Linked DNA regions of Hordeum vulgare: region 2 is linked to region 1. A link is a contact called in public Hi-C data. All regions are on one chromosome and are shown on one strand. The core of a region is the stretch at or near the end of the contact, and the rest is flanking DNA. Distances in the headings are between cores, read along the strand shown. Region 1 has its middle 150 kb from the start of LOC123442669. Region 2 holds the start of LOC123442708 (cytochrome c).

The links. Hi-C and Micro-C count contacts between places; a contact is called where the count stands out from the background.
Region 2: a Hi-C map of leaf shows a contact between it and region 1, with 2.1 times the contacts expected there. The contact joins the promoter of LOC123442708 here to the enhancer-like site in region 1. A contact is called at or near these places in 3 of 6 Hi-C or Micro-C datasets (leaf and seedling).

What each region holds. Positions count from the first base shown.
Region 1 is chr1H:427,674,632-427,679,319 of MorexV3_pseudomolecules_assembly, reverse strand. No RefSeq gene overlaps it. Among protein-coding and RNA genes, the nearest start is that of LOC123442669, 150 kb to the left of the region's middle. Within about 2 kb of position 3,134, at least 3 of the 3 cell types and tissues checked have open chromatin away from gene starts, as enhancers often do. A contact at or near this core is called in leaf and seedling, where this site is marked.
Region 2 is chr1H:428,482,476-428,487,377 of MorexV3_pseudomolecules_assembly, reverse strand. It overlaps LOC123442708 (cytochrome c), which reads left to right and starts at 1,963. Exons shown (of 3, transcript XM_045118831.1): 1 at 1,963-2,171; 2 at 2,991-3,124; 3 at 4,161-4,575. The coding sequence starts at 2,060. The coding sequence ends at 4,256. LOC123442719 (protein WVD2-like 7) reads left to right here. Exons shown (of 10, transcript XM_045118843.1): 10 at 1-381.

The DNA.
Region 1 (4,688 bases), core at 1,885-4,384:
GCGATCACTGCAGCACCACACTGGGCCAGCCCGCAAAACACGAGCAGGTGGATGGAGGTGGTTTCTGGAAAATGCTATTCGTCGCGTGTTGCGGCAAATTGCCAGGTTTTCGCACAGAGAAAGACGAGCGAAGGATGAACTGAACCGGCCCATTACAGTTGCGGGGATTCCAGTTTTGGAAGCCTTCAAGATTTATTCAACCGGTTTTTTCAGGTTTTGGAAATTTTCCAAAATACTCCCTAAACTGGTTTACTTTTTTTCCGTTTTTTTATCTTTATTATGTTCTATTTCTTTTTTTAATTTTCTGTATCAAAAATGTTCTGGCTTTTTCAAAATTGTTCCAGAATTTGATAAAATTTTCCAAAATTTGAAAAACTTTTCTAGAATTTGGAAAAATGTTCTGAATTTGAAAAACTATTAGGGAATTTGATAAACTGTTCCAAAATTTTAAGAAATATCCATAATTTTTATGAAAATGTTTCGTATTTTCAAAAATAATTCTGTAATTTGCAAAAATGTTTCGGAATTTGAATCAACATAATAGAAAAACAACTATTTTATAAAACAAAAAAACAAGCTGGGCCGGCCCAGTTGGGGCGAGCCCTTGTCCGTTGCAGCTTGTCCTTGCCGAAGATGGACTGGCCCAGTCGGGGCGACACCATAGTGCAGTGCGCGACTCCTTGCCACAATTAGCGGCAAATAGGAGGTCAAGTGCTTCAGGTGCGACCGTTTGAAAAAACAAATGATCGCTGCACTGCATAGTTGACTAACCCATTCAATTGATGCCTTGATATGTTGACTTGACATTGACCATTAATTTATTTTTAAAAAGTTTATGCATTTTGGAAACAAAATCATTGATTTTGAAAAAAAGGTTCATTGAATTTAAAAAAGTTTAGAAAAACTGAAAGAGTTCATAAGTTTCAAAAATAAGTTCATTAATTTTTGAAAAAAGTTCATAAAATTTGACAAACAATTCACTAAATTTTGAAAAATTTCACGATTTTGAAAAAGTTCATTGATTTGAAAAAGGTTCATCCTATTTAAATAAATGTAAATTGATTTTTTTAAAAGTTCATCAAGTTTGAAAATGGTTCATTTACTTATAGAAATTAAGCCCATCAATTAGTAAAAATTCATAGATTTTGAAAACAAATTCACGAATTTTAAAAACACAGTCGCGAATTTTAAAAAATCATGCATTCTAGTAAAAGAAAAAAGAAACATAGAATGGAAAAATGAAAAATGAAAAGTACAGTAAAAAACCGTTTCAAAAACAAAAAAAGGTTTGAAAAGCTTCTGGAAGCTTTCCAAAAGTGGGGGATTCCGCAACCTTGACAAAGAATAAATAAATAAAGAAAAAGAAGTATGTAAACGTATATATCGGCTTGTCGTAGTGGTTGTTGCGCTGCTCTTTGAATGTGGAGATCCTGATTTTGAACCCCGCCTTGCATCCTTTTTGCTTTGCTTGAGTTTGAAGAGAGAAAATAAAGGGACATCGGGTTGGCCCAGCGCATCTCGGGGTGTGCTCCTGATTGCACAAAATATTGTAACGGGCGTAGCGGGCGCCATTTTGGATTTGCCGATCTTCTGCAAGATACATCGTTTGGTTGCTACAATGTTGGATCGCCATAATGCCTCTTCCGACCCGTTACAGTCACGGGGAAAACGTGGGGTTAATGGGCTAGGCCTAGCTGCTCGTGCTTGTGTGCATCGCATGGCTGTTTGATCAAAATATGTTATATAGCGAAATTACTAATTAATTGGTACTCTTTGCAAAGGTCACTCATATCTCCGCATGTTAAGACAAGTGGCAACTGCCTGTACGTCACTTGTATCAACCCAGTATTCAAAACGTTTTATCTTTTGTACCGTGCGTTCAAATCTCAAACCGTTTTTACTGTTGGATTACTCGCGTGAGAGATCTTTATAACTAGACCTTGCATTGATAGGTTTCGAGAACTTTTTTCTTCATAAACAAACTAGACGAAAAAAACGAATCGGAAGCAAAAAAAGATCATTTTCCAAAGAGGGATGACTGTGCCTCACGCGAAACCAAATCCGTGCTTCCACGAGAAGGAAAATGTGCCTCCCACGAAAGAAGAACAAAAACATGAGGAAATGCGTATTTATGTAAACAAGCTTAACTCCATTCTGCTTTTACAAGTACACTTTGTTGGGATCAGAGGAGATGGATTGTTCCACCCGTGACAAAGGCGACTGCGAGGTTACCTCGGGTCCACCATTAATGGCCCCTGTGCCTCGCCTACTCCCATAACTCCAACTCTCAGCCTCCCGCCATCCACCCACCAAGCCCCAGCCCCCAGATCCGAGAGGAGGATAGCGGGGAGGTGTCGTCGAGGCCACGCGAGGCAGGCACACCCCACAACAATGGTGGCAGCTCTGATGGCCCTTCAGTAGACGATTCCGGTGGAGCTGCTGCCGGAAATCGACCTGCACTCTTCGGAGGTGCACGCGGAGATGTTGCGCGTGGTGCGGGGGCGCTTCCCCGACCGCTCCAAATGGCGAGATATTATGGTGGAGATCATCCACAGATCTACCTTCGAGGAGCGAGCCCCTTTTTGCGGCGACGACGGCTGGATGGACTACGATATGATATTATGGGACATCGAGGAGGCGGAGACGATGGATCCACGCCAGGCAGCGAGCTGGAGACAGTTCAAGGCGGAGAGCCCCTCTCGTCTCAACATCCGTCTGCCGCCAGTGATAGAGTTGGCCAATCCCCCCCCCCCCCCCCCCCCCCCCCCCGGGGTCAACCTGCCCCTCGTTCCCTAAAGCCTTGGGCTCCCAGCGGACGTGCTCGCCGAAGGGCGCTTGGCTCGGAGCTGTGGGCGCGTCGTGAAGGGGGAGAGCTGCATCTCCGCAGTTTGGAACCACCACCGTGGCCAGGAGACCGTGGTGATATCTCTGCTTACCGGAGTAAGGGAGTTTTCGTGATGTGGGGAGTTGTGGTGACATTCTGGTCAAAAATTTAGATCGTGGTTTGTGAGAGTGTGACATTTCTCCTACTAGTCTTGTTGTTGGAGTTTCTACTCCTCGCCTTCCACAGTTGCCATGGGGTGCTTGTGCCTCCCCAACCCTGGCGAGGTCTTTGTCGGATGGCGACGCTGTGGTTCCTAAGGTGCCACGGGCTTATTCGAAATTGCCCTTGCGTGAACCAGTTGCGATTCCTGCACCCCTCATCTGGGGATGTGTGGTCAAGCGGAAGGCGCATTTGCCAAAGCCGTCTTTCCGTGAGGAAAATAGCTTTGAGGAGGAAACGGCAGAGTTTTTTGGATTACTTTGGGTTATCCCTTCCACCGTGCGCCGCCGGCCTCACATACACAACCCCCTCCCCTCCATACCCTAGATATGCCATCCCCAAAATTTTCTGGGTGAGGAAAGACTTCTTCCAATCTAGGAAATTTTTGAGAGAAGATTGTTTTCCAGTTGAGTGCTTAGGTCATTTTGACCCTACCCCACCATCTTCAAGCTTTTGATGGAGGGGATCAGCCCTGGTTCATTGTCGTTCACGGAGGTGGTCAAGAGGAATATGGACAAAGGGGGATAGCAACAGTAGTGGCCTCCATGTTGCCAGGCCAACAAGAAGACGGTGCCTGCCCAGGGAGGGCAAGTCCAGCCTCCCACACCTCCTCCACCTGCTCCCACGAAACCGACCAAGGCCATGGCCAAGGGTGGGGGTGGCAACGAAGAATCTGGTGTGAGGGGCTCCCAACCCAGTACGAGCGGCACCTGCAGTCCCACATCCACCAGCTACTCAAGCCGTGGATCCGAGGTACAAGGATATGACTTGTTTCAATTGAAGTTGGCATAGGAACTACATTGGTAACTGCATTGAAACCAAGAAGTGTTTCATTTGTGAGGATGGACACAATGTAAACAACTGTGCAACATGGGTCCATCAACACCCTACCGCAACATACTTTGGAAGTGTTGCTCCAGATTTAGGGTTTTACCATATTAACATCCCCGTGTGTGTGGAATCAAGTTGGATGAACTATAAAAATTGTACTCTGCTACATGTGGTGAGAGGGGAGGTGTCTACCTCAGAATTACTGATGCAACTGAACGATATCTTTTGCAAGAACAAGGAATGGCCCCGGCAGATCAAAGAGGTGGAAAGTAAAAAATTCCTTCTATGCTTTCCTCATCGGAAGAATGTTGAAGATCTGATTGAGTTCCCTCATTTTGATCTGCCTTTTGATGGAGTTTTTACGAAGGTGGTCGAATGGCAAGGAATGCTAGACCCCTTTGGAGAACTCACTGAAGCATGGGTTCAGATTGAAGGATTTCCTCCCAAGTGGTGTGCTTGGAAAGTATTTTCTCAAATCACTTCTTGTTTTGGTATCCTTGTGGATGTGGACTGGAATGGCATTTTTAAATGCGTATATGAGGTCATTCGTGTGAAGGTGGCATGTAGGGACCCAACCAAAACCCATTTTGAGAGATTGGTGGAAATTAAAAAGAAATTGTATCTGATGTTCTTCTATGTGGAAGGTTTTGATTAGATTGGTGAAGAGGATGATGAAGATGGGGATGACCGAGACAAGGAAGGTCCTAACATTAGCAAGAATGAAGAGAAGGAGCTTGAGGAAAATACTGACCTAACAGATAAAGACGATGTGGAAGAAGATGAGGACACCCCAATAGATGAGCTAGATAAGGCC
Region 2 (4,902 bases), core at 714-3,213, 810 kb before region 1:
CCTCTAGGATCCTGCAGAACAAGATAGCTTTGAACCTGCTAAGGAATCAGATGCAACACCATGGCCGAAGCATCATCCGTGCTATTCCCCGTGCCCACGGTTGATGTTCGCCTGCGGCGCTACCACAACCACCACCACTTTTGTCACCTGTTAACCGTAGTAGTGTTGTGTACCTACGTGTATCATATCCACTAATGCCGCCGTAGCTCTACTGCCTTAAGAATTACTACTACCTAGAACGCTGTAAATACCTGAAATAAATTTGAGCTTTTAGCTGAAGAACGCTGACACCTGGAAAGCTCGGCAAGTTTAGGGGAGTGCTTCTCCACCTGTTGACGATGTTCATGTGTTGATGATTCAATAGATGTAATTGTTCGTGTATGGTGTTTTCTTGTCTCGCTTTGGAACGATTGTGAGCGTGTGTTCTTTGGTTCGATCACAGGACGACCGACGGTCTAGATCTATCACTAATTCGCCATGCGTCGTGCCAGTAAATAAGATACTGTAACAGGTAAAAAAAAAGATACTGGGGCGCCAGACGAGACAAGATAACCTTGTGCAGGAGGATGCAGATAGCAACAACTGTAAGATCAGTCAGATTATAGTTTCTCTTTTTTGAATTAAGATCAGAGTATATATATGATGAATAGGACGAGATATTGTTGTTGAGAATGAAAGAGCCACTGTGCCAAAAAATAACATGTAAGTAATGAGAAACAAATGGGAGAAGACAAGGGCCTCCTGCGACGCCGCAACACCAAAAATATCCTCCACATGGACGAACATTTTTTCCGCAAGGGAGAACAAAAAATAGGAAAAGTACAAGCTCACGTTGGATGTGCAAAAAGAGAGGATCGATTGGGGCCGAAAGAGTGCGGGAAAGAAGCTAGAAGTTCAGAGGGTGAAGATCGAGTTGGAAAAGTAAGAGGTAACGATCAAATGACAGCTCGAGAAGGCCAAAATATTTTAAGAGATTAAGCTTGAAAATGGAAGGTTGTAACTTGCACAGGACGCAAAGGATGTCAAGATTATGTAGACGGACGACAACCTCTTGGATGAGTATGCAAAAAAGTGATTTGTGAAAAAGAAGAAGGAGATCAACGAGTGTAAGGAGTACGAGGCGTCAAGGGAGGCTGCGGCAGCAAGGGGGCACACGACAATGATGCAGGTGGAGCATGTAGCCCGCATGCACGTGGACCAAGACACCAAGACGGCCTCTGAGCAGGCAACATCCTGCCAGCAAGCGAGGCATCCGCCACGTCCGGACAGTGATTTTATTTTGACATATTGAAATGTTGAACTATAATTTGCTTTGCTTTATTTCGAACCGTTGAATTCGGATAATTTATATTATACAATTGACATGTACGGATTATATGGATTTGAAGCTCCGAATTTATGATGTATGGATGTGCGATAGCCTATGTAAGGGGTCGGTGGCGTATAAAGTGGCCGGATTTGACAAGTCCGGCTGTAGATGATCTGACCCCTTGATTAACCAGGCAACCCTTTTTGTCTTGAAAAATTTCTCGACAGGGAAAAGACACCAGGAAAGGCTCCTTTGCTTGAAAATATTTGAACGATGTCCATACGCATATACGCCCTACCCACCAGCGGACACGATTCTCCTTTCCCCATCCGACGGCACGAGTCGAGCGCTATGCCCCCAAAGGAGTTGATAGACCCGGTTCACCATAGATAGACAAACAAAAAAGAAAAGAAAGACCCGGTCCACGGAAAGCCCTAGTTGGTGGGCGCCCTACACCGAGCGGAGCGCCTGGCGTCCACGCCTACCGTCCACGCGCCGCCCACCCCACGCCCTTTCTTTTCCTCCAAGACACGGAAACCTTCTCGAACCTCCCGTTTCCCCGAAACGCCCCCGCCCACGTGCCCGATGCACCCGAGACCTCAGGGGCAGTCTTGTACTTCCGCACCGTTAGACCGGTCTATACAACACATCCCCCACGAAATCGCCCGCAGCCAGAAAGGCGAGCAAAAGTTTCACTTGGCCTCCCCCCCTCGAGTCCTCCGGCGAGTCTCTGCGGCGGCGGCGGCGGCGATGGCTTCCTTCTCCGAGGCTCCCCCCGGGAACCCCGACGCCGGCGCCAAGATCTTCAAGACCAAGTGCGCGCAGTGCCACACCGTCGACGCGGGCGCGGGCCACAAGCAAGGTAAGACGCCGATTCCCCTCCGACGTCCCGGCGTGCCTGTCTATCCTCGCCTGCCCCGCGCCGTGCCGGGCGGGGGAGATCCGGATCGCCCCTCCCATCTGCTCGCGTGGGGGGCGGTGGTTGAGATCAGATCGGACGCTGCGCGGATAGATCTGCGTGTGCGCCCTTCGTGCTGGCGGAAGTAGCGGCTTAGATCTGTTGCGCTTGGTGATGGGGGCACTCGATTCAGCCGTGGGTTTGTTGCTCTGCTTACTCCTGTTGCGTTGCTTAGCACAGCGGTCGATGGGTACATGCTCCTTCCCGACTTCTGGTGCTTGCCGTACTGTGAATCTACATGTGCCTGGTGGTTGCTTGTTGCTCAAATCGTGATCTATTGCAGTAGGGCATGCCTCCGCGATTGTTTGTTGCTGGGAAATGCTTAGTCACCTGCGTCGTGTGATTAGGTTGCTGTTGCTCTGCTCTCTCTGCTTGAGATTAATTTCGTGATGCTGCTGGCTGCGGTTGTGTCTATTTTATTGCGATCATCTCATAAATGATTTTAGGGATCTGCTTATTCTAGGATTGACCAAAGGCATGTATATTTCCTTGGTCTTCACTAATGTGCGAGGCAAGCTGACCCAAACGGACAGTTTTGTTACATTTCTGGTTATTTTCATGTTTTGTGATGTTGAATTGTATCTCCTGTAAATGATTAGTTGCTGTGTTAAATAGATGGTTCGGGTTCAACCTCCATGATATCCCATCTTCATATGTACGTATACATGAGCATTTGACAGAAGATTGTTTTTGTTGATATCAAGCACTATGTTGCCCTTGCAGGTCCAAACTTGCATGGTCTGTTTGGGAGGCAGTCGGGCACCACCGCTGGTTACTCCTACTCTGCGGCAAACAAGAACAAGGCTGTGGAGTGGGAGGAGAACACTCTGTATGACTACTTGCTTAATCCCAAGAAGGTATGGTCAATGAGCACTAACTTTACTTAAGAAGTTCCATTTACCTGTGGTTGTGTTTTGCTCTACAATGCTTGTGATGGCAACTTCTGTTCTCCACTCTACGATCTCGTATGTTTGGTACATGTGCAGCGAGGATGACAATAGGAAAATTCTATAACTGATTTGTACTTCTGTTTCGGAATGACAGTATGAAGTATTCTTAAATTGTGATTTGTACCTGCTTACGAAACTGTATAGAAGCCCAGGGAGCTCTTTGAGTTAGTGAAAGATATTATCGTGTTAGAATATTTATGCCTGAACCTCTGGAAGTATGTACCTGAGAGAGTTATATTACTTGTTATTCTCTCTGTCAGTAGTCTATGCCATAATCTGAGGACCTACATTACCTAATTTGTGATTACATCAATGCATTTCATGTGTTGAAAAGCTGTAGAGAAGCCTATGGAGATATACCAATCAACACCTAGGTTTCTGATTAAACTGTGTTAATATTTTGGTTACTTGTCAAAACATCGCCTCTTATTGGTAGTTATGTGGGAGCATCCCAAAACAAATCTGAAGCTAGTCCTGCTGCAGTATCTGAATTCCTTCTGCCCATGCCTGAATGGTTGGCTATGTTCTTCTCTGGATAATACTCCCTCCGTTCCTGAATATAAGTCTTTGTAGAGATTTCACTAGTGGACTACATACGGATGTATATAGACATACTTTAGAGTGTACATTCAATCGTTTTGCTTTGTATATAGACATCTAGTGAAATCGCTTAAAAGACTTATATTTAGGAACGGAGGGAGTAATTTGCAGTGTGTTACTAGTGTTATCTATATGAACAGTTTGACCTTTTGACCTTTTGAGAACTGTAATCTTGTTCACATAATCCTTGATTCATATTCTGTCTGTTATCCTGATAAATGGCTTTGCCTTGACGTATTTAGCATCAGCCTGTATGCTTGCATTCAGTTCTTAGCATGCCCTTTCACGTTTCTCTTCTCTTGAAATGCATCTTGCTAACACAAACCTTGTTATTCCCATGCAGTACATTCCTGGAACCAAGATGGTCTTCCCTGGTCTGAAGAAGCCACAGGACCGTGCTGATCTCATTGCGTACCTGAAGAAAGCCACCTCCTCTTGAAAGGGCATGATGCTGTGATCATGTCATTACGAGTGAATTCATTTTGCAGTAAAATAATAAGATTAGACATTAATAGTCACTCTGGTTTAATGGGGTGGGTGATCCACGAGACAATTATCTTGCGAATTTCGTTTTTATGATATGGGTTTCATATCTCTAGGTTTAGTTGGTAAAATCTTCGTCAATCTTTTGATTCAGTTGCTGGAAAATCCCAGGACGCATGTTTTGACCACCAGGTGGCGGTGGGACTGGAATGCACACCCATGTTGATGAACATGAGATCTTTAAAATTGATATATAAAGCTTTCTGCCTGTGTTATGGAATTGTCAAATCTGGTTCTCTATTCTGCCATGTTGCTCGTCCTATGTGTATTTCCAGTCGTGACTCTTACCATTGGCTGATGGTGAGTATATGTCTTTTGCTATTTAAACTTCCATTTTGTGGTAGTTTGAGGGCGCTTGTTTGGGCTTATACTCCCTCCGTTTTTAAATATAAGCCATTTTATTTTAGAGATTCAAATATAGACTACAAATAGGTGAATCTACACTCTAAATAGGAGTACCGTCTCTATACATCAATATGTAGTCAATACTGAAATTGATTTTTTTTGAACGAAGGCTCAAAAAGGAGCCTGATTTTGAATTA